Linked DNA regions of Mus musculus: all the other regions are linked to region 1. The links are chromatin contacts, called in public promoter capture Hi-C maps. All regions are on one chromosome and are shown on one strand. Each heading gives the region's core, a stretch centred on a gene start, on an enhancer-like site or on the middle of the called end of the contact. The rest is flanking DNA. Distances are from core to core; before and after follow the strand shown.

Region 1 (3,630 bases), core at 203-2,702:
ACTCCCCACCATGAATTCCACCATCACAATAATGGAATAAACCTCTGTTGTAAGCCAATTAGATTGGCTGTTTGTTTGTTCATTTGTTTGTTTGTTTGAATATAACAATTGCTGTAGTCATGGTGTCACTTTATAGCAGGAGAAACGCTAACAAAGTCATACTATCTCTAGGAAAAGGCTGAAAGCTCAATCACCCTAAAATTATAATAAAGAAGCAGAGCTTACTGCCCCAGGCATTTGATGCCAGCCCCTAGGAAGCAGAGCCAGGCAGATCTCTGTGAGTTCAAGACCAGCCTGGTCTACATAGTAAGTTCCAGGCCAGCCAGGGCTACATAGTGAGACCTTGTCCCTGTTTAAAAAATAAACAAAATTCTTGGAGAAGCCAGGCCTGGTTTACAAAATACTTTGAAATATAAAGATGATGTTGTTTTAGGAAGAGCTTTCCAATCACATTAGCATGCTCTTTAACACTTACCTTTTGGTAACACTGAAAATCAAAGACTAAGGAAACAGTATAATTGAGGCCAGTGCTCTAAACTCGTTACAGATTTCACATTCCAACCCTGAAAGTATCATAAATACAACTTGCTTCTTTTTTTTTTAATTTTTTAATTAATTAATTAATTTATTTATTTTCGGAGACAGGGTTTCTCTGTATAGCCCTGGCTGTCCTGGAACTCACTTTGTAGACCAGGCTGGCCTCGAACTCAGAAATCCACCTGCCTCTGCCTCCAGAGTGCTGGGATTAAAGGCATGTGCCACCACGCCAGGCAACTTGCTTCTTTTCTTTTTTCACCTTCCTCTCTCTCTCTCTCTCTCTCTCTCTCTCTCTCTCTCTCTCTTTCAAGACAGGGGCTCATTATGTAGCTCTGGATGTCTTGGAACACACAGTGCCAGTCTCAGCCTCCAAAATATTTGGAGTAAAGGCAGACACCACCATGTTGGGCCTCCAATTTACTTCTCACTGTCCTTACAACATATCATTTATAATCAGATAGTCTTCCATTCACTTGAATTTAAAATCTTGGAACTTAATAGATACTAAACATTTTGTCACTTTCCCCTCTTCTCCCAAACAGACTTTTGGTAAAGCTTCTGTCAAAAATCTGAAAGGGATCGCTACTTTTTTTATTATTTTCAGGCAAGGTATTATATAGTAAGCCTCTGCGGTAGTTTCATAGTATGTATCTTAGTGTTAAGCTTTTACACTGAAAAAAAAAAAAAAGAAAGAAAAGCTACGGTGTCTACTAAGAGCTACTTTTTATGGCTTTAGAAGATGAGTAGTGTTAGAATAAGAAGCATGCCTCGAAAACCTAGCTCTCAAAAGTGTCTCTAGTGTGACCTCCTATCCGAACGAACTACAATTCCCGTCATGCACTGCGGTCCAACTACAACTCATTTCCGTCCGCGCTGCCAGAGCATGCTGGACTTTGTAGTTCACTCGGACTCACATGTTCTTTTCTCGTGTTCTTTGTAAGGAATGACAGTGTTACTAGCTGGATTGCTTTGACTCAAGGTGTTACTATACCGCATTATCATTAATCGTATCACATACCTGCCAATTCACTACCAGTTTTTCACTAATTTCTCGCGCTACTTTCACCCGGGAAAGGGAACTGACGCTCTTCCGGTATGATGGCGGCGCGGTGGAGCTTTAGGTAATTACGGAACTCTGAAGACTCGGGATAGACTAGGAGCCAGAGTGGGGGCGGCGGGTTGCTAGGTCGCGTGGAGAGGGCAGGGACTTGCGAGTGGGCGCTTGCCCGGTGGGCCTTGCTTTCCTCATGTGGCTGCGCCGTCTCCACCGGCGGCCCGCGAGGTGCCGTGTGAGCCGGCTGGGCCTAGCGCCGGCGGCGGGGCGTGCGTGTCTGGGCCTTGGTCTGGGTTGTCGGTGAACACCTCTCCTGGGAGCACCCTGGGTCGCGTCCCCAGTCGGCGTCCCGGGGCTGGCATTAATAAATTCTGGTAACGCGTTTGCCTCATTCCAGCTTATCCCAGTAGCCAATTCTATTACATTTTCATTTATGGATCGTTTTCATTGACTTGACTGAACCCCTGTCATGTTTAGCCCTAGTGATCCATGTTTCGCATCTTCTGTGTTTAGGTCGCATACGTAGTTAACCTTAACTCTAAAAGCCTCTACTATTTGCAACTTCCAAACATGGGTTTGCAGTTCCTGCCCCTAGCGAGCTGCAGGCCCTACAGTACAAACAGCACTGTGCCAGCTGTTTGACCTGCTCTAAATGCAAGACTTTTTTGATACATTGTAGCCACTTAACTCGCCCCCCCGCCCCCCGGAAGAATAATTTGGGGAAAGGTATTAATAGAAACAGTAACTGAGCCCCGGCAAGCCGTTGGTGAGTTTGCCCAGTGGTTAAAAGCACTCTTTCAGAGGGATCTAGGTTCGATCCAAGCACCCACAAGATGGATCACAACAAATTATAATATCAGATTCAGGGGACTGGATACCTGCTTGCTGATAGCCACTTGCACCAGCAACTTGAACTGTCCCTATATGTATATGAAGGCAAAAAAGATCCATACATGTGAAAATGAGCTACCTTTTCTGTTAATTGTGCTCTGTATTTAAACTGCCTTTTGTTTATTTATTTTTCCTGTTCTCTGTGTAGTCTTGACTGTCTTGGAACTCACTCCTTAGAGCAGGCTGACCTCAAATTTAAAGAGTTCTGCCTGCCTCTGCTTTCTGAGTGCTGGGATTAAAGGTGTGGGCTAGCCGGGTTTAGACTGGTTATTTTAGTTGAGTCCTACCTTGTTCATGACTGGCCCAGTCAGACTCAGTCTGGAAATAGACCAGTTCCAGAAAGAAGTGATTATCGGTAATACAGCAGATTGGAACTAATGTCTTTGAGGGTTTTTCTGTCAGATTTCCCTTGTTTTCTCTGTAAGTCTGAAATTACTGCAGGAACTCTAGCCAGCTTGAATGTGGTGGACAAGGCTCTCCTTCCCAAGTCCCCGTGTCTTGTTAAAAACCGTTAGATCACATTCCTCAAGCTAGCCCCCAAGATCTGTTCCCTGATCTAACCTGCAGAGATCCAGCTATCAAAGCATTGAAGTCCAACAATCCAAAACCTCTCTGGGGTCAACTAATTGACATGCCCAATTTAAATTAAATACCTCAGCCTAACCCCTCTACCCGCTACGCTAATATTTTCCTATATGTATGTCTTCTCTCTATCCAGAGACAGTCCTTTGTTCCCTTGGGACAAATACCCCTTTACCCTCTCCCTTGTTCCCTTCCCCTTCTCCCTCATCCTAGTGTCCTGTCTTTGTCTCCTGTTTCTTGCCCTTTGTCCTTCTGGGGCAAATAAGTCTCCTTTGTGCAGAGAACACGCTCTTGGAGTGTCTTGAGCCAACTTTGAGGTTCCCTACAATTACGAGCAAGGGAGGCCGATGGAGCACTAAGGATTTCAGAAAACTCTCAGGCTTGTTAACACTTTTTCTTACACCTCCCAAGTAAACATGGGAGAAGACAGTTGAATGCTTACCTCAGCACAAACTTTGAAGACATTTTTTAAAATGTTTTTTTTAAAAAGATAGCACACATGGGCAGGGGAGTGGATTCAAACAAGCCTTTGCCTATCGTGCCATGTTAGTAAATGCCAGTGAACA
Region 2 (3,803 bases), core at 43-2,542, 7.1 Mb before region 1:
CCCGTCTTGCTGTTCTTAAAGATGATACCCTGACGGCTCAATCGAAGCCTCCCATCATTCTGCCCAAAATACAGACCCAAAATCAGAACAGGGTAGTGTGTAGTGGATCCTTTCTACCCCTTACCCATGGGATGCAGGATGGCCAGAGTATCAATTGAAAAGCGGTCGTGGTGAAATCAAGTTAAAAGACACAACAGACATTAAGTCTAGACTGCAAGCTTGGCTCTGGCATCAGAAACCCTGTAAGGGCCCCAGTTTCCTGGTTTTCTAATACAACTCAACAAACTCAACATCTTGCAACTCTTTGAGACTTTGCTCACGTTTTCGCTTGGGGGACACACTGATACACTGTTTCCAAAAAAGTAGTCAGAGTTAAGCTTTTCGTTCATAGATTCGAACTCTTTCCCCCTCTCTGCCTTTCTTTTGCCCAAGCCATTCTCACCATGGACCCTTTCACCTCCTGGAAGATGTCGTTGAACTCCAATGTCTCTGCCATGTTCACCTGCCCGTGGTGGCCTGAGCACACAGCCCTAGGCTGCACCAGAGAAAACGAACCCTTCTCTGGATGCTGTGCCCCAATTCCTGGTTAGTTGTGTAGATGTCCAGCAGGGTGGGAATCTGAATTCGGGAAGGAGACTGATAAGCAAGAAACAACGCCACCTTACTCCGCTCAGCCATGTACCTGGTATGTCTCAAGTTCTTTGCTGCCTGGGGATCTTACTGACCCGTTCTGCAGGGCTCCTGAGGCCAAGGCCCAGGACCCTAGGTGCAGAACCAGGCCTATAGTGGCGCTTACACCCCAACCCGACACCCTCTCGGTACGTTCCACGGACAGGCACGGCAACAATCGGCGGAACCTGAGACCCGCTCAGAGAGCGCACCTCAACTCCGCTCAGAGGGTAGTGTCCTGATCGCAGAGACCCCACCACCCCGGGGCCCCGCGTGAATCTACGTTTCTCCCCCTTCTTTTAAAATGGATTCGCCCATTGCCCGCGAATTTGAACGCGGATCGATCCATTCCGATCGTCCCGCGGGGGAGCGGGGCCCATGCACACCAGGGGCCCAGGGATCGCGACCACCCACCTCTAAGAGCTGCAGCCTCGCGACGGCACAGTGAGGGCGGTGGGCGCAGGGGGACGCAGGGGAGGGGGTAGGGATGCGGGGGAAGGGATGCCGGGGAAGCTTTTCCCGCGTGCGCAGCCCCGCGTCCCGCCACCGGAAGTCGCGCACGGACCATAGAGAGGAAGACTTGGCTAGAACGGCATCATCCGGGCCGACCAACGGGTACATTCGCCTAGAGCGTCGGCACTCCCCCTGGTCGGCTAAAGCGAGAGGCTTGCTATGGAATCCCACGCGGCTGAATTCTTGACTAGAAAACGGGAACACTCTTTAGAAAGTTACAAGCTGCTCTTCAAAGACTAGATTCCGAAGGGAAATTATGCGGTTTTATTAGGTGTTCAGGTTTGTATGTTTGTTGGAATCATGCACGCCCCTCCCTCCTGTGAAATAATCTGGGAAGGAGTCTGTTGAACAAGAAAAATACAGAGGTGTAGCCCCACTAGCTGCAAAGGAGATGCGGGTGTCGGCGATTGTGCTTGCTTTCCAGCTGTACCCTGGCAAGTAGATCAGATCCTTTCTGCAGTGAGTTCACCTACCCCCAACACTATCCTGTCCATATCCCTAATTTGTGGGTTCTCAGGAAGAGCCTAGCAGATGGCTGCATTAAATTCAAGTGGTGGTGTCGGATTTACCTTTGAGCTAGAACTTACTTGAAATCACATCAGCCTACGTTGGCAGAAGCCCGGATGGCCTCACATAGCACCGGAGTGCATCTTGCAAAATCTGAAGCCAGGTCTGACAGAGATGCTTGAGTTTATCTCATTTTACAGATGAGAAAAATGAGACCACAAAAGATTTGCGACTGGGTGTCAGTCCATTACCATCAAAACTGGAACCTAGAACACAGACTCTTTAACATCAGCCTTTTATAATCATGAGGGTTCAGGGTTTAGAGTGATTGCTAGCATATGTCCTACACAAAGACAGGATAAGCCCACAGTTTCCCTGAAATATCACTGCACTGACTTGCTAACTCAGTCCTGGGATATGATATAGATAAAAATGTGTTTTGTCATTCGGTGCTTGTGGCTTTAACCACTATCATTGCTAGCACTATTTAGCTAAGTCAAACTGGGCTTAAGACATAATGAAAACCTATTAATGCAGCACGTTTCTAGGATCTGACAAAACTGTTGAAGATCGTTAAAATAGCCCAGCCTCTTAGGAGCACATACCCTAACAAAAGATTTTAATAACTTCGGGGTTTAAAAAGAGAGGGAGTTCAGTAATTTCTGTGCAACTTGAAGAGTTGCAACCAACTAGAGTTAGAAATAAGCGACTTTCCGCTTTGTAGTATTACAAATCTGTAATCACAACACTCAAAGACTGGGGCAGGAGGATTGTGAATTTGAAACATGGCAACATAACAAGTTAGACAACATAATGAGATGCTGGAGGGCAGAGAGGAGGAGATGGTAAGAAATGCGTGTCTTCCTCCCAGGAGACACAGAACTGTCAAGAACCCTTTCTCCCTATTTGTGCTATTAGATAGAAATCGACAGACACTCAAGAGTGGAGTTCTTGGCTCAGGCAGATGAGCTAACTCAAGAGTGGGCAGTTACAAGGGGCTTTGGAGAATACAAAGCAGCTGGTGAGCTGGGATAGAGATGCCGCGTAAGAGAACAGAATAGAAACAGTAGACAGAGTGCAGATGAAACATAAGTCCCAGAGGGCCCTAGCCAGCTGCATCTCAGGCAATCTGGAGCCCGGGATTGGAGACCCCACCCCTGCTGTGACATCACAGGGGAGTGGAGTGAAGATGAATAAAAAGGTGGTCCACCGCCCTGGCCCTGGACTGTTGGCTTCTAGAGTGTCAAGAGGAGAGACGAGGCACTGGACTACAGTTGCCTGGCTTATAGGAACTGGCTCTTTTCCTCAAGCCCCATTAAGCAGCCCACTCCAGTTCTTGATCTCTGTCTCCCAGTCCTGAGGTCTTTTCTCTCCTTGGGCTGCATCCACAGCCTTTCTGGGTGGCTGTGAGCACTTTCTCAGTATGAACTGTATATCAGACTTCTTCACCTACGAGACTACCAAGTCGGTGGTTGTGAAAAGCTGGACCATTGGGATCATCAACCGAGCCGTTCAGCTGCTGATTATCTCCTACTTTGTGGGGTGAGTCCATGGTCCTTCGGATGGTGGGACAGAAGGGCTACCTGATGTCCTTCCCTCCCTCTCCCAAGGCTGCTCTGCAGCTCCTAGACCCTCTTCTCTGGGAAACACTTTGATTTGTGGGAGCCATGTCCTCAGGATTGGCCTCTGCCACTCCCATCTAGACCCGTCTCAGGTGCATTATTTTACCCAGAATCTCTTCCAGGATTCTAGACACATACGCCAAGAATATGAGTCCATTCCCTGGTTAAGAAAGGACCCATATGGTCCATCTTCCCAGACCAAAACAAAAACAAAAACCAAGTCAGACCCCTCCCCACATTTCCCCATTCCCCTCCATTGAGTCTTTAGAGTCCCAGAAAGATAAAGGAACGCAGGAAGGAGGAATGAAAACCAGGGAGATGGGCTGATGTGTGGAAGAAGAACCAGCTAGAGAGGAAAGGGGAGAGCTGGCTTTAATGTAGACTTAGGAATTTCTTCTTGTCATAGGGCTAGATGGTGAGAGGTTAAAAAGCAAGAGACATCTGTTCTTGGAGAGCAGGAGAACTGCCCCCCAAGCTAGACAGAGGCACAGA
Region 3 (3,921 bases), core at 783-3,282, 8.7 Mb after region 1:
TGCGGGCTGGTGAGATGGCTCAGTGTGTAAGAGCACCCGACTGCTCTTCCGAAGGTTCAAAGTTCAAATCCCAGCAACCACATGGTGGCTCACAACCATCCGGAATGAAATCTGACTCCCTCTTCTGGAGTGTCTGAAGACAGCTACAGTGTACTTACATATAATAAATAAATAAATCTTTAAAAAATATTAAAAAAAAAAGAACACTGACTGCACTTCCAAGGACCTGGGTTCCATTCCTAGCACCTACATGGTGGCTCACAACCATTCATAACTCCAGTTCCAGGGGACCTGATGCCCTCTTCTGACTGCCAAGGACTCTAGGTACTCACATTGGCACACAGGCAAAACACCTGTACACATAAAGTAAATAAATAAGTAAAAATTGTGTTTGTCCGGGAGCCATACATACATGTGAGTGTGGGTGCCCATGGAGACACTTGGGTGCTGGGAACCCAACCCAGATCGTCTGCAGAGTGGTATGCACTTTTCTGCCTCCTATATGGCCAAATTTGTTAATAATGGCCCCAGGCGAGACACTGAGCATCAGGTATACTGTGATGTGCTGAATGATGATGACAAGGTCAAGGTCAAGGATGGTAACTTGTCCAGACTTCATAGTCTTGATTTTCAGTTCTTTTTTTGTTTTGTTTTGTTTTTTTTGGGGGGGGGGGTTTGAGACAGGGTTTCTCTGTGTAGCCCTGGCTGTCCTGGAACTCACTCTGTAGACCAGGCTGGCCTCAAACCCAGAAATCCATCTGCCTCTGCCTCCTGAGTGCTGGGATTAAAGGCGTGCACCACTTGGGGATAAAATAGCCATAATCTGGTAGCTTAATCTTATAGTTGGCATTTGGATGCTTAAAGGGAATCAAAGAAATATTAGTATGGTCTACAAGCAAAGGGTTATTTTCAGAAACAATTATCATAATCAAAGATGAAAATAACAATAATTTTTTTTTAATATTGACCATCTCAAGTTCCTTGTTTTCTCTTTCTTTTCTTTTTTCTTTCTTTTTTTTTTTTTTTTTTTTTTTTTTTGGTTTTTCAAGACAGGGTTTCTCTGTGTAGCCCTGGCTGTCCTGGAACTCACTCTGTAGACCTGGCTGGCCTCGAACTCAGAAATCCGCCTGCCTCTGCCTTCCAAGGGCTGGGATTAAACGCGTGTGCCACCACACTTCAAGTTCCTTTTCTTTAAAGGGCATATTCTCAATTCCCTATCTTTCTCAGTTTTACAAAGAAAGATGTAGTTAGCAAGTCTGTTTCATCTGTGAAGTTGTCTTCTAACAAATCTTAGCTTAAAATCTTTACTATTTTTTAAAATTATGTGTATTTTTAATTATATGTTTAATAACTTGGTGGCTTCCATCTGTCTCTCTTCAGGGAGCACCGGTTACTTTAGTATACAGTGTTCTGATCCCATTCAGTTTGAAGTTCTGCGAGATCCAGGAGCTTGTTTTTGCCAGTAGGTCTTAAAATCAACAGCTGAAGGACTGGCGACATGGCTCAAAGTTGCAGGGCGTCTGCTCCTCAGGCAGAGGAGAGGAGTTTGATTATCAGTGGCTCACAACTGTTCCAGGGGATCCGATGCCCCCTTCTGTAAACACGTTCAAACATAAAAATTAAATAAGTAAAATACTCACGATAAATCAATGTTAGAAAAGCTTGGGAAATTCAAACATTAAGTTTGGGTAAATAGTTTGGTAACTTTCAGGATGTTTCAGCCTAATCAATCATAACTGGAGTCTGTTCAAGAGGATTTTCCGTCATTTCCAAAATAAAACGAGTGCAAGGAAGAAGGAAGTATATGTCATAAAAGAAAGCAGTTAAATTTCAATTTTTACATTTTTTTCTTCATTCTGGGGCAAGCCCTTCTACTTCACTATAGACCGCGTCCCAAGCTGTCTCAGCAAAGAACTACGAATCCCAGAATGCTCTGCTCCATAGTTGTCCGCGAGAATTCCGCAGGCCGATATCAACCAATCCTTGCACGGAGAGTCTGCCCTGTCAGCCAATCAGAAGACGGAGTTGAAGGGCGGGTAAGCAGGCGGTGGAGAGTTTGAAATTGAAAGACTGCGCGCTGGAGGAGCAGCAGACCCGGGAGCAGCAGACGGAAGAGCGGCGGGCTGGTTCCTGCCGGACAGGTCCAGTCTGGTGGAGACCGCGGCGTTCCTGGCCGCTCAGGTCGGGAGCCGTTTGAAGGGTTGTGGGGCTTCGCCGACCGCACGCCCGGGCTGAGGGAAGCCGGCCTGGGCATGTCGGCGTGGGTCCGCAGAGCCTGGAATGCGGGCGTCCGCTGTTAGCCGCGGAGTTCGGGTCCTGGCGCTGCTCGGTCCCGATCACACTCCCCTCTTCCGCCCTGCAGGGGGAGGAGTGGACGGAGCAGTCGGCCAGGGGTCTGATGCAGAAAACCTGCAGGTCTGTCTGTCCCCCAACCTCTTCGAGTCTCGGTCTCGTTGCCTGCGAGCAGGTCCTTTAGGAGAAGCGGAGTGACACCGGGGTCCTGTTAAAACATGACTTGAAAGCTTCGTGCAACCTTGTTTTGGTCATATTCTTTCCTCTCCTCCACCTCCCTTCATGCCTTCAGAACAGATTGATGCACATCCACCACAGTTAAGCCCAAATTGGCTTGGATCATCCTGTTGCTAACTACCGGACTGTTAGTGGATTATTTTTATCTTATTTTACATTTTATTAGGTTCTGGCCCAATGTTGACCAGGCTATCTTTGAACTCAAATACCTTCCTCTGCCTCTCTGCCTCTCTGCCTCCGATGTGCTGGGACAGTGCTGGGACAAAAGGCGAAAAAAGGCGTTTAGTTCACACCCTGTTGTGTTTATTTAGAAAAGGTCTCTTGTATATCAGACTGGTCCTGACGTTGGCTGACCTTTACCTCAGATTCTCCTGCCCCCAGCTGGAAATGTTGGAATTAAAGTCTGCCTTTATGCTAGCTGAGTTGCTCAATTATTAACCATTCTGTAGCAAAGTCAACCTGCAGACATAAACTCGAAAATGTGGCTTATTTGGTGTCGATAGCAACTAAAATACAGCTTTGTGCTCTGTTTTGCAGTGTCTTAAAACATAATGGGTGAAGACGAATTGGCACTCTTAAATCAAAGCATCAATGAATTTGGGGATAAGTTCAGAAACAGACTCGATGATAATCATAGTCAAGTGCTGGGACTTAGAGACGCCTTCAAGGACTCCATGAAAGCGTTTTCAGGTACTGCCAGCCCTTAACTCCTAACTTGTGGATTTTGCTGACCTTATTTATTTTTTACTGTTATTTCAGCGGGATTCAAATATCTCTTGTAATTTGTCTTTCAGAAAAGATGTCTTTGAAATTAAAGGAAGAAGAGAGGATGACTGAGATGATTCTGGAGTATAAAAACCGTATGTGAATCGTGTGTAGATTAGCTTTTAGATTGAAGGTCTTTATCGTGAAATCTTAAGTAAGACAGTGTTGTGAGTGTTCGTACATTCACACACATGCATAGACAGTCATCAAAATTCTGTTTGCGGGAGCTGGAGAGCTAGCTTAGCTCAGTGGTTTAAGAGCTCTGGCTGTTCTTCCAGAGGACCCAGGTTCAATTCCTATCACCCACATGACAGCTCACAACTGCCTATAACTCCTGTTCTATGGGATCTGACACCTTCACACAGAGATACATGTTGTCAAAACACCAATGTGCATGAAATAAAAATAAATTATTTTTAAAAGATTATGTTCCTATCACCAGCTTAAAGTTGAATATCTGCATCGTCTAGAACTATGAATATTTTTTCAGTATTTTTGAATGCTATGTGAACGGCATCATTTTATATGTATCCTGTCTTTTTATTTAACTAGTATATGTGTATGCCTATGTGTAAAGGGCAGCCTTTAAAAATTTTTTTTTTGTTTTCACATTGGAAATTTCAGCCA
Region 4 (3,744 bases), core at 904-3,403, 6.8 Mb before region 1:
TATATCTTGGGACAGTGATTATGCTTCTGCTAGTGCTCATCCAGCTAAAATTAGGCTGACAATCCAGTAGTCTAATGTCCCTAGTGACCCTGAGGTATTCAGTACCTCTGGTTGGATGATGGAACCCTTTTTCCATTTAGTATGCTCTGGCCAAAAGACATGATGATTCACACAGGTCTTTGTAGAAAAATTGGGTTGGCAGGATGGGTCAGTGGGTGAAAGGACTTCCTAGGCGTGACTGACAACTTGAGCTCCTATCTGTAAGCCAAGAGAGAACCAACACCCAAAAGCTGCCTGAACTCTGTCTGCCTTCTCTCTCTCTCTCTCTCTCTCTCTCTCTCTCTCTCTCTCTCTCTCTCTGTCTCAAACAAATAGTTTTCCTATTTAAAAAGGTAGGAAAATCAAGAATGCTTCACTTGTTAAGTAGAGAAAATAAAGCTTTAAAATCCTAGAGAAATAAATGAAATTTGACCCATCTTAAGGAAACATTATTTTATAGGCAGAATATACTTGATAGGGTAAATGTTGTACCTCCAAATAATACTTTAAAATTATTCATAATGCTGAAGATTTTTAAAAATTCTCTCCTTAGACCGCTCTATTGGCCGTGCTACCTACTTCCTCCATGTGTGATGTGTGAGCCACAGCCCAGGCCATACCACCATTCTGCCATGGTCTGAGAATTTACCCCACAGACGTCTTCGCCAACGGATTTTTCAAAATAAAGTTCCACTCCTTAAAACATGTATGCTCGTAACGGTTCCAATAAACGCTGCATTTAAGCCAGTAGTAAAAATGATAAGGGATAAGACTAGAGTCTAAAGAAAAAAGGGTAGATTTTTTTTTTTCTTTTCTTTAACTGGATGCCTAAGGCTGAAGTGTCAAAGTTAAATCAGTAACATTTGAAGTGAAGTCAAGGAAACAATGACAGGACTTGGAAATAACCCTGAACGAGACCTTCGCTTCAGGGAAGCGGCTCGGGGATATCTTTTTGAAGGGCTGTTATGTAACAGAGCTCCTTTACAAATGAGAGGTGGCCTGAAGCTGTAAGAGGAGAGCCCTATGGCAAAGCCACCGGGTCCACAGCCGTCTCGGCTTAATTAGGGCAAAATGTAGTGCCGCGATCTTCGGAGAGTTAGCCAGCAGCTCGCCAGGGACAGGAGCTATTCTAGAAAGACTTTTCTTTTCAGCCTGCTTTCTCAAATTGGGTGAGGTCAGGGCGCCCATTCCTCGTGTAGTCGTGGAGGTGTCTACGCCTCGCACCGCGCACTCCCAGTGCTTCACTCCATCGGCAAGCACTGTAAATCTAGGGATAGCAGCCGAGCTCCTTCATCTAACCCAGCCTTGGACAGAACCCTCTCCTCAGACTGTTCAATGGGCCGTGCGCCTCCTTCCTCCATAGGTGAGGCCATACCACCACTCAGGAATTCTGCCACGGTCTGAGAATTTACCCCACTGACGCTTTCGCCAACGGATTGTTTTAAATAAAGTTTCAGTCCTTAAAGAAAAAAAAAAAAAAAAAAAGTGTGTGTGTTGGAGGGGCTGCCCGACCGAATCCTCACACCAATGAATGAAGAGGCAAGGAAGGAAGCCGGAAAGGCTTAACGGTGATTGGCTATCGTAGATGCTTTTCAGGACTGTACCAGGCCAACTCGGAGGAGGCTGGTGAACTAAGAAAGGGCATCTGCTTGTTTTTGAGCACTTCCGGTACATACGTAGAATTTTTTTTGCTTAAAAGTTTTTCTTGACTACACTACAAATGGGAAAGCGGACAAAATAAGAGAAAGATCTCGCCAGACCAGTTCCTCGTCCCCAAACCGGCGCAGTTCGCCATGTCCCCTCTCCCGACCATCCAGCCAGACACGACGGCCAGGCGCGCGCGCTCCCGTGTCACTACGTGTTTGCGGCGCCGTGCCCCTGCAGCCAATCAGAAGGCGAGGTCGCCGCGGTCGCCCGCGGTCGCGCGCACGCTCTAGAGCGCCGTGGGGGCGGGGGTTAGGGGGTGAATGGAAGAGTGAACGGGGGCGGGCTCGGCGGCGCGAGCCGCATGAATGAGAAGAACGTGCCCCGCGAGAGACGTCGCCCGCGCCCGCGCCCGCGCCCGGGAGCCAATGGGAACGTCGTGAGGCTACAGACCGGAGGCTGAGGGCAGCGGCCGCGCGCCGGCCGCACAGAGGCGAGCGTCGGCCGTCGGGAGCGCGCGGCGGCGGGGCGGGCGTGGAGCGTGCGGGGGCCGCGCGCTGCCTCTCAGAGGCCAGACGGCACTGCTGGGAGGCGGCGGCGACAACGACGGCGGTGACAACGACGGCGGCGGTGACGGGCGCCGCGCCGGGGGTGAGTACCGGGGACGCTGGCCCCTGCGGAACCGGAAGTGCTGGGCTAGTGAGGTGGGAGGGGAGAGTGACCTCTAGGGAAGGGGGACCGCGGAGGGGAGGAGGTTAAGGCCCTACCCCTCCTCGGGCTGTACGGGCCCCGAAACGGACGCCCGCAGACTAAGAGAGCCGCGGCCGCCCGCCGGGGCTTGGACCCGGTTGGTGCCCGGCTGCCCAGTTGCGGAGCCGCCGCCCCTTCCTTCCCCGGCCCGCGGTTCTCTCAGCTCCGGCGGGCCCTGCGCGCGGTGGATTCCGTGTTTTCTGGGCCAGGGGTAGTCAGTCCTGCCCCCGGTGATGACTCCCACTGCTCCAGCTGCCGGCCGGGGACTGTACTCCTTTTACCGCTCCGCGGTTCAGGCCCCTCGCCCTACACTCCACTGGTCCTTATTTTGGTTAGAGCTTCGTCCTGTGGTTACCTGTTCTTTCTCCCATCCATCGGCTGCTTCTCCCTACCCCCCACCAGCCAGGTGCTCCATGCTTTTATGCTTTTAGTACTTTGTACTTTATTTTACAAGTAGGGCTTGAATGTATCTGACAGTATTTTATCACTAGCCGTCTATTCCTGGGGAAGTTTAAAGTTCCTTAACCAGTTGGCCAAATGAAACCACTAAAACGAGAAACAAGAAAGTGACTAAAGTTATTAGAAGTAGTCGTAGAATAGATACATGTTACATTGCAGACCATTTTTGTCCTCTTGGGTTTACTTCCTGGTTAATGCCATCTTGTCCAGGATAATCTTAGGTTAGATCTCCATCCTTTTATCCCAGTGTGAGCCTGCTTTGTATCAGACAGATCTGTCCGGTGCTCATGAATGCATACAAATTCATCTAGTGTTTGTAAGAATTCTATCGCCAGGTACTTGGGCACCTACGTCGATCTGTAATAATACTCTTTTTAAACTTCTTCTTGGATCTTTCCTTCATAGCATGTATTCATTCTTCTATATGACATCTCCATTTCTATATATTCAAATTTAGTGTTCTGTGCTATAAGGTTTGGTTATTTTAACAAATAATACATGTGCTGTCCACTGCACTGCTCCAAAGGAACTACTTATATCAAACCTTATGAAAGTCTTCAAACTACACATCTTGAATTGTTTGTTGTTGTTTTGAGACAGGATCTCTGTACATAACTGTTGCTGCCCTGGAATTCACTTTGTAAGACCAAGCTGATTTCTAACTCAGAGTTCTGACTTCCTGTGCCTCCCAAGTGCTGGGATTGAGGTCGAGAGCTACCACACCTGGCTCTGTATTGTTTGTTTTATACATACATATTTTCACTCAGTGATTTTTTTCCCCCTCAGTCAGCATGTGTCACGAACATTCTTGTCCACTTTAGTGATACTGTTGTGGATACACCAGCTTGTGAC
Region 5 (3,916 bases), core at 579-3,078, 6.7 Mb before region 1:
CTCGGGGCTGGTGAGATAGCTCAGTGGTTAAGAGTGCCGACTGCTCTTCCGAAGGTCCCGAGTTCAAATCCTAGCAACCACATGGTGGCTCACAACCATCCATAACGAAATCTGATGCCCTCTCTGGAGTGTCTGAAGATAGTTACAGTGTACTTACATATAATAAATAAATAAATCATATATATATGTATATAATCTTTACTTCTCATAATCCCACCATACCTTGGATATTCAGTACTTATCAACTGATCTATTAATGGTATAATTAGAACAGGTAATGCAAAAGATAAACTGCTGGAAGAAGCTGGGCATGATGGTACATACTTGAAGGTAGAGGCAAGTGGATCTCTGTGAGTTCAAGGCCAGCCTAGTCTACAATGAATTTGAGACAAGCCAGGCTTACTGAGTGAGACCATGTCTCAAAAACCCAGTAAGATGGGCTGGAGAGCTGGCTTAGTGGTTAAGTGCATCAACTGCTCTTCCAGAGGTCCTGAGTTCAATTCCCAGAAACCACCTGGTGGCTCACAAGCATCTGTAATGGGATCTGATGCCTCCTTCTGGTGTGTCCATAGAGAGCAATGGTGTAGTCATATACATATCTTTAAAAAAAACAAAAAACAACTAAAATAAGGAAAAAGAAAACTGCCTTAACAGTCATTTCTTTATGCTTCAGTTCTCAATTAAAAAATACAGACAATACCTATCTATCTAAAAGGACTATAGTAAGTATTACATATTGTTACACACTGCACTGATGTGAACTTCAAACTATTTTGCTAATAAATACTGGGATAACTGAGGTTTTTATTTCTTTTTTGAAGCAGGATCTCATGTCTCCTAGGCTGGGCTTGAACTATAGCTCCTTCTGCCTTCACCTCCTGAGTGCTGGTATGGAGTACTACAAGTTCCCCAAGACTTAACATGTCCAGAACGCCTCTTAAGTTTTAGCTCTTCAAATTTTTTCTTTCCATGCCTTCCTAGTCTCAGACTACTGTACCCTTTGTACAGGACACTCACAATTCCTCTCTCTGTGTATATTTAGTTCTTTATTTCTGTAGGCTTTACCTTTAACATGTATCCTGTATTCATTTGCTTCCCGACCACTAAGCCCTGGTCCAAACCATTCCTTTTCTGAACACTGACTGGCAACTTCTGATTATCCTATTTTCATTTTTCATGTTTCTGCTGGATATCTAAAAATCACTAAATTAGATCATTTTGCACCTATATTGAAATGACTTCAATTTGAACTTTAAACAACCTACCTTGCCTTATAAAAGCCTCTACCTATTTCCCATCACTACTGGATTTTTTCCGCTTTCCTGAGTCCAATGTGTCTTCTGCCCCTCAGATATTCTAAGCCCCGCCCCCCAAGGTCTCCTGATTTAGTTTCTTGTACCTAGTATCTCCTCTCTATCCAAACAGGGATGGCTTTGTTTATTCTTGAATGCTACCTACTCAGAAATGATTCTGTGAACGCGACGCCTTTTGCAAGGCAGGCAAGAGTTCTACCACTGAGCCACGCCCCCCACCACCACAATTTCCCCGAATAATTTTATGAAAGTAAGAATTGATTCAATTCTAATCCTTTCTTTGAACAGGTTAATCTCCGAGTCCCTGACAAGGAAGGCAACTTGCTACAAACCAACAAGTTTGTGACAGACTTTAAACTAAAATCTTAAGTGTCTCCAGAAATGTTAAATCGGGTCTCCCGAGTTCTAAACAACGGCTCACGTTTTTATAGAGTCACAAACGGCAGTCAGAGAACCCGGATCACAGAACTTCTCGCTGAAGGTTGTCCCAGATATTCACACCCAACCCAAACCCACCCCAGAAAATCAAGTTATCCCTTAGGGTTGTGAATCGCCAAAGGGCTTCTGACACTGTTGCCCACTGGCCCCGCGTAGCCCTGTTATCTCACACCTAGCGGGACAGGCTAGCCACACCCTCACCTGAACTACAATCTGAGTGGCTACTCTTGGCCTACTACTCACCTGGCAATTCCCGCATCAGGTAGAAGGGGCCACTTCCAGCCGTCGACTTATCCGCTCCTGCGGGGGCCGAGGTTGCCGTCGAGGGCGGGGCTGCGCCTGGACCACCTCCCGGAGGAGGAGGGGGTGGCGGGGGTGGCTTTCCAGGCCCAAAGCCTAGGGCGCTTGGTGGCGGTGGGGGGTCAGTCTGAGCTCCAAACAGTGCCGTGAAGTTCTCCATAGCACTCTGCGCTCCTGGTTACCCGGGATCGGGCGTTAATTACTTTGATTGGACAGTACTTTCACAGGGTACCACCCTCTTCGTCTAAGAGTGTCCCATCATTGGATACATTAAGCCCCGCCTACCATCTTCCGGCAACTTACTTCCGTCGCCTGAGAGACTGGTTAGGAAGGTGGTTCGCAGACTAATAGCCAATAAAATGACTCAGTTAGAAAAGCGACAACGATGAGGACCAATAGACTATTTAATTCATTTTCTGATCTATTATAGCATCCAATAAGAGATCTACATCCGGGTCTGGAGGCGTTGCATCTGATATTTGGTCCAATAGAAGCCTTGCTGGTGGGGGCGGAGGACGAAGATTTGGGGAGCGGGAGTGAGCCTGCGAGAGAGTAGGCAGGAAAGATGGCTGTCCTTGCGCCTCTGATTGCTTTGGTGTACTCGGTGCCGCGGCTTTCTCGATGGCTGGCCCGACCTTATTGCCTTCTGTCTGCTCTGCTTTCCATTGCTTTCCTCCTCGTGAGGAAACTGCCACCGATTTGCAATGGTCTCCCCACGCAACGCGAAGATGGCAACCCGTGTGACTTTGACTGGGTGAGCGCCCCCTGCCTTACCAGCTCTCGACCTTGACCATCCCTGCCCTGCAGGTGCATGTGAAAATCTGGGAGCAGGTTTCGGGATGTAGCCGCCTTACAGACTGAGTGCAGAGCCTAGGCCGTTATCTAGTCATAACCTCCGTGTTTAAGATGGAGAAACAGATTACAGGGTTTCCATCACAGATGAACAGTATTCTACAGTGATTCCAAGCTACCTGGGGCGCCAGTGAAGAAAAGGCCAATAGTAGAAATACCATTAAATTTTTTTTGTTTAATTTTTAACGAAGTGATCACAGTGTAGTTAGGCGATTTCCCAAGGAAACGCAGCGTTCAGAAAGTGCTGTCTAACCTTATTCAATTCTCTGATAGACTGGCAGACGAAGGTCGCTGACTCAACAAAATAAATGACTTGGATGGAAAATCGAATACTCTGGGCATAGTAACTATGCACACTATCTTCCTGCGGTGGGATAGAAAAACAGGGAAGATTACAAAAATATGAGGTGTGGGGAGGGAGGCCCCTCAACCATCTAAGAAGCAGTATGTAAGAACAATTAACATTTGCCGTAAAGGTTGTGGACATAGAGCTAATAAATACCTATACAGGTATTTATGCTAAAATAGCAATGACCAGGACTTAAGGCCTAAAGGTATTGATATAACCTTGGGCAGGCCTCACATGTTCTGGGACTCTCAAATAAGATTAACTTTGTTTACATTAAAGATACAGTACTGTTGCCAGGCTTTGTGTTGTACCCTTTTGATCCCAGCTCTCTGGAGACAGAGGCAGGTGGACTTCTTTAAGATTGATGTAAGCCTGGTCTATATAGGATTTCTAGATCCATCAGGACTACATAGTTAGACACTAACTCAAAATGAAAGAGCACAACAGATACTCTACTTATCTCAATCCCTGTACTCTAGAGTCTTTCTTTATAAATTGCAATTCAGCCAGGTACCTCTTAAGAATTGCTCTATGATTTCATTAGGCCCTCTTACGATAATAGCTTCAAATCCCACCAATATGGTATAGATGACTATGGTAAAGAAAATGAAGTGCTTATGTTTTTCAGTCTTTCTGAACTCTTTCTCCCTTAACTCACATACTT
Region 6 (4,119 bases), core at 1,018-3,517, 5.7 Mb before region 1:
TTTGAAACTGGTTTCTCTGTGTAACAGAGCCCAGGCTGTCCAGGAACTTGCTTTGCAGACCAGGTTTGCCTAGAACTCTAAGATATCTACCTGTTTCTGCCTCCCCAGTAGGATTAAAGGTGTATGCCACCATGTCAGCATTAATGAATGTATCTTTGGAGATGTCTTCACTAATGAAAGCTAAAGTTGAGTTCTCTTTACTTCAAAAACAAAAATATTGCAACCACTAAAGAAACCAACCAACCAACCCTTCTTGACTAAGACTGTACAGAGCAGTGGTAGAATTCACCCCTAGAATGTGATGCCTTGGGTACAACCCCTAGAAAACCAACGAAATCTTGTTAGAGATGAAGGAAGACAAAATATATTCATGATTTTTAGGGCTAATAGACTATTATAAATAACTTTAATTTTGCTGTTGTCTTTCGATCGAGACAGGGTTTCTCTGCGCAGGCCCAGAGTCCTGAAACTTACTCTGTAGACCAGGCTACTCTTGAATTCAGAGCTCTACCTGCCTCTGCCCTTCTGAGTGTCATCTCCACTGTCAGGTGACAAAAATTAACGAAACAAAAAACCCTTTAGTCTCATTAATTAAAAGTGGTTATAGGTCCAAGTGGCCTGAAATACATTCTATAATGTTTTGTAACATTTATTTTTGAATGGAAATTTTACTGTTTTGTGGTCTATTTTATATTTATTCAATCTCAGTAGTTTGTAAGTAAAATGCTATTTCTGAATGTCCTTTGTTGGCACAATATTGAATTGCCACCAGATTATTATTCCCAGAGATTTAAGTCTCCCAAATCCTGATTTTTTTCTTCAGATGTAAAGGTGACAATTATTTTTCTTTCTTTTATTTTCCCTTGGACAAGAGTTTCTCTGTGTGCTCTGGCCATTCTGTAGACCAGGCAAACTGTCTACTGAGATGAAAGGCACACACCAGCACTGCTTGGCAACAGTTTTGCTTCCAGATGTTTGGCTACGGCAGTTCTACCTTAGAACTCCAACAGTCAGTAAATTATTAGATGTGTTCACATTAATTTTATTTAAATTAAATCAGCCAACTTTAACTACATACAATCTGACAAAAGATTAATCTCATTAGCGTGTATAAAGGAACCCTGGCGAATTCTCACTTCTATCTTTCAAGGCTATAACAATCAAATGTTGAAAAAAAACGATCATAAGCAAACATCTCATTTCGAAACCCCAAACATTCATTCTGGCTATTTTAATAAGAACGAGCCTACTAAAGGTTACTTTATACTCAGATGCTGTAAAATAGTCATCTTTTCTTCCAACTACATCCAAGTCTATGAGGTACCATTTACTTTTAAATGAGGATTAGTATGGAAGAAATACGTTTATCGAATGTGAAATTTCATTACCTATCTTAAGGAAACTCAAGTAGACAATCGTTGTAACCTGAGGAACATTTAAGAACATCAGTACCTTGCCTCACTCACTGAATGCCTACAAGTTCAATGCATTAAAAGACGCTCGTGTGTGTGTGTGTGTGTGTGTGTGTGTGTGTAGGTAAACTGGGAGCTCCCAATTTAACATAGGTACTGTGACAGAGCCTACGTTTAATTCAGACTCCATGTATGAACGAAGCATTCTGTACAAAACCGCTGGGCCACGCTTTTTGGGAAACCTCTGTTCTTGACACGAAAGTTTCCAGATGGACCAAACACCAAAAGAAACAACAACAACAAAAAAGTGGTAAATAGTCCGCTGGCTCTTGAAAATGAACAGCGCTACCTCTCACTGCCTGATAAAGAAAAAAACCAAACCCAAGGCGTCAGGTCAGTCAGGAGGGGCCTTCCAGAGCGCCACTCAGCTTGTTTTTTCAGGCACAGCCCGAGGAGCCGCGGAAAGTCGTGAGCATCGAAAGGCCGGGCCGGGGGTCCCTGGGCGGCCGAGTGGGCGCGGCGGGCGCGTGGGTGGAGACGCGGCGAGCGCGGGGGCGCAGCGGCCTCACTACAGCGATGAGGGGCGGCGAGAACCACTTCAGTCGGGGCCCACCGGGCCGGGCGCCGACACGTGGCCCCGGGGAGCCGCGCTCCGCAGCCCGGCGAGCCCCAGCCCGGTGCGGCGGGGAGGGGGAGGGGACGTACCTCGATGATCTTCTCCTTCTTCTTCTGCTCCGCCTTCTTGCTGCCCCCGGCCTGAGCCTGTTTCTTGGGGGGCATCGCGGAGGCGGGGGGCACCGGGCCGACTGCGACGCAGATGGCTACCGTCGGGGCGTCCGGCAGCTCGGCGGGAGCAGGAAGACCCAGCCGCCGCCGCAGCGCACGGAAAGCGACTCGCTCATTCGCCGCCCGGATGTGGCCTTTGCGACAGCACGGCGCCGCTATGCACTGTGGGGCGCGAGGCGAGGCGCCCGGAAGTGGAGCTGCGCGTGCGCTCCGGCTGCGCCGAGCCGGGAGGGGGCGTGGATGAGACGTGGGAACTGGGAAAGGCGCGGCGTGTGACGCCTCCTTTTGGTGAGGCGCTTGCCACTTGCTTGGCTTCGTCCTTCATTAGCACCGCGAGTGATGCCTCCTCACCTCACTTGTATAGACCCCTGGCGTAGAGAGTTCTAGATCTAGTTAGCACTGGACAGTACCATCTTGAGTAATCACGGAGCGGCTGCATCAATTATGAGCTACTGTCTTGTCCTCTGGAGGGGCAGGGTTGCAATGCAGCACCTTCAGTATGAAGTTGCGTAAAGAAATAAAGTTTCATTTGGAGATCGTCAGACGTGGAGTCCTAGTGGGTGAAATCCTTAGTTTCTCTTCAAGTCCTGTACTAATTTTAGGGGGCTGCCTTAACGATTCCGGAAAAAAAAAAATCACTATTTTACTATGTCAAACTAGCCTAACAGTATGGGCCAAGCCCAATTTAAGGTTAGTTTAAGTGTTTGGTAAATTCCATAATGACTTTACACACACGATTTCACTCATTACATCTACACTGAGGTACGAATGGTTAACTGTTAGCACTGTTTGAGATGAAACGCAGAAAGAAAGGTGGCTAAATGTAAAATCCAAGATAAGAATTTCAGCCTGGTTAGTCTTGCTTCAGGGCTCTGTTTATATTGTAGACTAAACCAAAAGTATGGCTTTTGATATGCAAATGAATCTACTATTTTTTATTCAGCCAAATACTGACTTTAAAAAAGCACACAATGAATGGCTGTTCTTTTGCATGGTTACTGTTTTACCTACATTGATTAACAGAAGAATCATCCTTCCAGAGAAGGGAGTTATTAGTTTTTCAACAATTTCATAAGCAGAAAACTACTTTGGAACCCTAATGCCACCATGAGGGAAATGGACAGTGTTCATCTGATGGCAACCAAAGCAAAAAGAGACACTTAGGGGCAGGGGACCCAATATTCCTTTCAAGGGCTTTCCCCAGTGATCTACTTCCCTTCATGTGTTCCACTCTCCCTAGGAGTGTCACCCAACTCAACAGGAGCCTTTGTGGAACACTGTGACAGTTTACTTTTCTGTATTATTTATTCTTCAGAAGTTGATTAAGAATTCCTGTAGTAGCAGAATGTAGTAATCTTAATATCCCCCTTTTTAGTGATTCATTTAATGTCTCTAATTTTAAAGAATTTTTTTATGGCAATCGTAAGTATGGAAAAGTTGTAAACAATCTAGAATTTCACAGTCATAGCTGAAAAATCATAGTTCACTATTATCTTTTGTTCCTAACTTCTAACTAAACCTATCCCATGCTAATGCTAGACTATGTGACCAATATTCTTAATATATTCTCTTATATGGAAATTAGAGTTGGTTTTAGTTGTTTATAACCAAAATTTGTTATGGACTGAACTGTTATGGGCTGAATTGTGTTTTCAAAACTCACAACGTCTACTACTTCAGAATGTAACTACATTAGGAGATAAGGGCATTATAAAGGAAATAGGTAAGTTAAAATGAGACTTTCAGCATAGACCTAATCCAATCTGAATGGAGTCCTTATTAAAAAAAAAGGAAAAATTGAGTTTAAAATTTTTTTGAGACAGGGTCTCCTTAAGTTGTTTACATTGGCCTTGAACTTCTAGCCTGGACTGGCTTTGAATTTGCCATCCTCCCATTGAGCCTCCCGAATAGCTGGAATTGC
Region 7 (3,948 bases), core at 967-3,466, 6.7 Mb before region 1:
TCTGTAATCCTAGTTTGTAGGTTGAAGCAGTGGGGTTACTGGAAGTTCAAGGCTATCTTGGGTTATAACATGAGTTTTACACTGGTAGGAACTATATTAGCAAGATCTGACTGAAAAGCAAATGTGCCTTATGTATATTTTTATTCTTTTTTTTAAGATTTATTTATTTATTATATGTAAGTACACTGTAGCTGTCCCCAGATATTCCAGAAGAGGGTGTCAGATTTCGTTATGGATGGTTGTGAGCCACCATGTGGTTGCTGGGATTTGAACTTGGGACCTTCGGAAGAGCAGTCGGCGCTCTTAACCACTGAGCCATCTCACCAGCCCCGTGTATTTTTATTCTGACAACAGATTTGTATGTGTGACATATGATGTACAGGCACAGAGGCTAGAGAAGAACATCCAGTGTTCTGCACTATCACTCTCTGACTTACTGTTTTAAGCTTGGACCTGGGTTGGTGACCAGTAAACTGCAGTGACCCTCTGGACTCCCCCTCCTATCCATAGGCATTCATATAGCCATGTCTGGCTCTTTACATTGGTGCTGTAATCTGAACCAGGCCCTCATGGTTGAGCAGCAAGTGGGCAGTCTCCACTGAGCTGTCTCTCCAGCAAGAGACAGTTATTTCCATTTTATAGCTAAGGAAACTGAGCTTCAGAGATTATATAATTTGGCCAAGGTCTCATAGTGGTGCAAAAATCTGAACTAGTGTACTTGTAGAGGTGTAGCTGGAAGCCAGCAGTTTGACTGCAGTCTCTCTTCTTAGCCAGTATATCACCATTATAGATTATGAAAGCTTTATGAAGATACATTTTGCAGCAGCCAATAGGAACACACACCTATTGTCCCAGCACTCAGGAGGCAGACACAGGGGGTATCTCTGTGAGCTCAAAGCCAGCCTGCCTGGTCTAGATATCAAGAGTTCTAGGTCAGTCAGGGCTACATAATTAGACCCTGTCTCAAATAATAAAATAAAATAAAAATAAATTAAAAATAGGGCTAGAAGAGGTCACCACCAAGATAATGACCAAAGTTTAACCCCTGGGCCCATATGGAGGAAGGAGAGGACTGATCCCTGCAAATTGTTCTCTGACCTGAGTATGACTGCTGTAGTACATGTGCACTCATGCACACACAAAGAAATCTAATTTAAAAATATATAAGGAGAGACCTTCTAACTCATTATCTTCGTTTAGTAATTAGTGAATAACTAATACCAGTTTTACCAGGTGGTAATATACCTTCAACCCTATAACTCAGAAGTCGGAGGCATGGGGTTTTTGAGTTTGAGGCCAGCCTGGGGTAGAGTGAAATCCTATCTTAAACAAAACAAAGCAACCTCCCCACCAAAGAAAAAAAATTCAACAACAAACACAGCCCCTTCCCCTCATAAACTTTAAAGGAATTCGTAGGAAAACCCCTATAATATTTTATTTAGGTCAAATAAAAAAGGCAGGTAATTTTGGGTTGACTAAACAATAGCATTCTCTTAATTATTTTAACGATGATATTCTTAACTAGTCTACACTCTTTGTTTATTGGATTCTGCCTATTGTCCCAGGCAAACCCATATTGTTTTGATGGGAAGATAGTGCTGGTCCTCAAGGGCTCAGTGGATTCTGCTTCCTTTTAGTTTAGAGAAGAAAGGCTAACAAACTATTAAGAAGTCTAAGCATTTATTTTCTCCATTAGCTTTTAATTCAATTAAGCCAAAACAATGAAATTGAGTTTGTCTCAGATATTTCCTACCATCCCAGTCAGCATATAGTCCAGTTTCTGGGATTTCCTTCCTTCTTTCCTGACTTCCTTTGGGAAAACGCTTTGGGGAAGAAAGCAGCAAACCAAACCGCAGCAAGTAAAGAAAGTAAGCTCTTTTCTGTTTTCCCACCCAGATAGGTAGGGAAAGGGAACAAGACCCTCATCAAAGAGAACTGAGGCTTAGGCGTGCCGTTCTAAAATGCTTTGTTATTTAGCACCTCCCACCTCCCCCCAGATCTGCAGTAATTCCTCAGAGATTGTATAGTCTCCGCTTTAAATATACATATAATATATATGTATAAAACTTCCTCGTCTTTCTCTCTCCCTTTTTTTTTTTTAATTTCCTATAATAAAGTTTCCTATTGGATAAGGTCAGCTCCCTGATTTATGCCTGGTTCCTATTGGAAGCTCGCAGGGGCTGACATCACTTAGGAAAGCTAGGGTAGGGCTGCCAGATCAGTTTGTCACCACCCAGGCTGCCTTGCCTTTGGCTGGGTGCAACTTCCATTTTAGGTGTTGGATCTGAGGGGAAAAGGAGAGAGGGAGAGAGAGGGAGAGAGGGAGAGAGGGAAAGGGAGAGAGAGAGAGAGAGAAAGAGGACGATCAAGAGGGAGGGAGGGAGAGCCAGCGAGCGAGACAGACACGGAGGGAGAGGAGAAAGGCAGGAAAGATCCTGGAACGAGGAAGAGGAAGAGGCGGCGAACCTCGCTGGATTTGTCTTTCTCAGCACATTGGTGAAGCTTTGGGTTTGTTTCTTAAAGGACTGGCTTTAGAAGTCCACATTTGAGGTGTGTGCTTTTTAAATTTTTTTCCTTTTATTAAAAATGTGTGTATTGGGAAAGGGGTAACTCAAGTGGAATTTTTTTCTTAATGGTAACTGGAGGGACTTTTAAAAGGGTGAGAAAGCCTGTTAGTGCTGACGGTGAATTTTAACCAATTATTTTTTTCACTTTTAATACTTTGGAGGTTTCTTGGTATTTTATTTAGTTAAGGAAAAGGTAAAACGTACAAGACCTGGAAACAAACTTCTAGGTGTAATACCGGAAGCTGGTTGGAACCAGGGGTAGAAGTTGTGTAAATTCCTTTTTTTGTGTGTACTTTTATATTATTTTTTTCCCTGGATTTAGCTAACATACTCTTATTTTTCAGAGCTCAAAAAGTTGTTTGGGGGGGGGGGCATGTTGTGTGTGGGTTGGGGAAGGACTCTGCCCTGGTCGGAAGCTGGTCGTACAGATGGCTCTTACCATGTTTCGGAACTTTTAGCCCCCTCACCTTTGAATTTGTGGCAGTGGGAAGTTGCAGGAAGCTTTCGAGTTTCAATGGTATTGTTTTTTCCTTCTGAACGTGAACGGCCCAGAAGGGTTTCAGCGCTGCAGTTCCTGGGTGGATCCCTCTTTCACTTTTCCAGGTGTGGTGGTGGGTGGGAGCCGCTGTCGCCTGCCTGCCTGCCTGCCTGCCTGCCTGCCTAGGAGGCTCTTTGCTTTGCCTTGTGAAAACAAATGGATCTACGTTAACTTGAGTTGCCCTTCCTTCCTTCCTTCCTTCCTTCCTTCCTTCCTTCCTTCCTTCCTTCCTTCCTTCCTTCCTTTTTGTACTAAAAGTCGTTTTAGTGGCACAGATTTGTAAAGGTGTGTGTTAAACTTACTGATATGGTAATGTTTGGCCTTTAAAGGGATAAGGAAATTCTAATCATACTTTCTGTTGACCGGAGTGAAACAGCAAAACACCTGAAAGTCTTTTCTCAGTCCTTTTGGTCTCTGAAAGGTTTGTAGGTTGTAAATAGACGGGTGAAGAGAAACCACTTAATGAAAACTTGGAGTTTGCAAAGCATGTTTGAGAAAGCACAAAGGGAATTTTATTTTTAAGCCACTGGAATGATGCTTTTTTGAGGTGTCTTTTGTTTGTTTGCCTGCTCAATTAACTTACCACTAAGTTAGAACTCTGTTAAAGCTAAAGGCTTGTGACTGGTTCATGTTTTATAATTGACCTTAAGGTTTGCTTGGTTTTGATTTTTTTATATGCATTCTTGGAAATGTGCAGATCCTAGATAATTATATAGCCAACTCTTCAGTAGCTGGAAAATAGGTACTTTCTTCTTTTAAAATGGAAATCAGCATGGAAATTAGAGCTGGAATAGATATTGCTCTAATTGTATCAAGATGGGTCTTAATATCTAAGCTCCTCAT

What was found. Promoter capture Hi-C pulls out the DNA fragments that hold promoters and counts their contacts.
Region 2: a promoter capture Hi-C map of pre-B cells shows a contact between it and region 1, with 4 times the contacts expected there. The contact joins the promoter of Ssrp1 here to the promoter of Cwc22 in region 1. A contact is called at or near these places in 4 of 39 promoter capture datasets (3T3-L1-derived adipocytes, cranial neural crest, liver and 1 more), 3 of 484 Hi-C or Micro-C datasets (CD4 T cells, CD8 T cells and regulatory T cells) and 1 of 9 other capture datasets (liver).
Region 3: a contact with region 1 is called in a promoter capture Hi-C map of pre-B cells, with 6 times the contacts expected there. The contact joins the promoter of Spc25 here to the promoter of Cwc22 in region 1. A contact is called at or near these places in 1 of 39 promoter capture datasets (pre-B cells) and 1 of 484 Hi-C or Micro-C datasets (B cells).
Region 4: a promoter capture Hi-C map of pre-B cells shows a contact between it and region 1, with 2.7 times the contacts expected there. The contact joins the promoter of Zdhhc5 here to the promoter of Cwc22 in region 1. A contact is called at or near these places in 3 of 39 promoter capture datasets (the 3T3-L1 cell line, cranial neural crest and pre-B cells).
Region 5: a promoter capture Hi-C map of liver shows a contact between it and region 1, with 3 times the contacts expected there. The contact joins the promoter of Tmx2 here to the promoter of Cwc22 in region 1.
Region 6: a contact with region 1 is called in a promoter capture Hi-C map of pre-B cells. The contact joins the promoter of Zc3h15 here to the promoter of Cwc22 in region 1. A contact is called at or near these places in 4 of 39 promoter capture datasets (the 3T3-L1 cell line, cranial neural crest, liver and 1 more), 4 of 484 Hi-C or Micro-C datasets (CD4 T cells, cardiomyocytes, nephron progenitors and 1 more) and 1 of 115 datasets of contacts at active chromatin or transcription factors (neural progenitor cells).
Region 7: a contact with region 1 is called in a promoter capture Hi-C map of 3T3-L1-derived adipocytes, with 2.6 times the contacts expected there. The contact joins the promoter of Ctnnd1 here to the promoter of Cwc22 in region 1. A contact is called at or near these places in 4 of 39 promoter capture datasets (the 3T3-L1 cell line, 3T3-L1-derived adipocytes and cranial neural crest).

Annotation. Positions count from the first base shown.
Region 1 is chr2:77,944,178-77,947,807 of GRCm38.p6, reverse strand. Cwc22 (CWC22 spliceosome-associated protein) reads left to right here and starts at 1,452. Exons shown (of 20, transcript NM_001362658.1): 1 at 1,452-1,658.
Region 2 is chr2:85,034,609-85,038,411 of GRCm38.p6, reverse strand. It overlaps Ssrp1 (structure specific recognition protein 1), which reads right to left and starts at 1,292. Exons shown (of 17, transcript NM_182990.4): 1 at 1,084-1,292; 2 at 443-618; 3 at 1-59. The coding sequence starts at 496. It overlaps P2rx3 (purinergic receptor P2X, ligand-gated ion channel, 3), which reads left to right and starts at 2,578. Exons shown (of 12, transcript NM_145526.2): 1 at 2,578-3,231. The coding sequence starts at 3,113.
Region 3 is chr2:69,204,324-69,208,244 of GRCm38.p6, reverse strand. Spc25 (SPC25, NDC80 kinetochore complex component, homolog (S. cerevisiae)) reads left to right here and starts at 2,032. Exons shown (of 7, transcript NM_001199124.2): 1 at 2,032-2,181; 2 at 3,067-3,219; 3 at 3,324-3,389. The coding sequence starts at 3,081.
Region 4 is chr2:84,713,573-84,717,316 of GRCm38.p6, reverse strand. It overlaps Zdhhc5 (zinc finger, DHHC domain containing 5), which reads left to right and starts at 2,153. Exons shown (of 12, transcript NM_144887.4): 1 at 2,153-2,334.
Region 5 is chr2:84,676,740-84,680,655 of GRCm38.p6, reverse strand. It overlaps Tmx2 (thioredoxin-related transmembrane protein 2), which reads left to right and starts at 1,828. Exons shown (of 9, transcript NM_025868.4): 1 at 1,828-2,013; 2 at 2,482-2,805. The coding sequence starts at 2,617. It overlaps Med19 (mediator complex subunit 19), which reads right to left and starts at 2,254. Exons shown (of 5, transcript NM_025885.3): 1 at 1,995-2,254. The coding sequence starts at 2,211.
Region 6 is chr2:83,642,726-83,646,844 of GRCm38.p6, reverse strand. Zc3h15 (zinc finger CCCH-type containing 15) reads right to left here and starts at 2,267. Exons shown (of 10, transcript NM_026934.3): 1 at 2,118-2,267. The coding sequence starts at 2,192.
Region 7 is chr2:84,649,008-84,652,955 of GRCm38.p6, reverse strand. Ctnnd1 (catenin (cadherin associated protein), delta 1) reads left to right here and starts at 2,216. Exons shown (of 19, transcript NM_001085450.1): 1 at 2,216-2,550.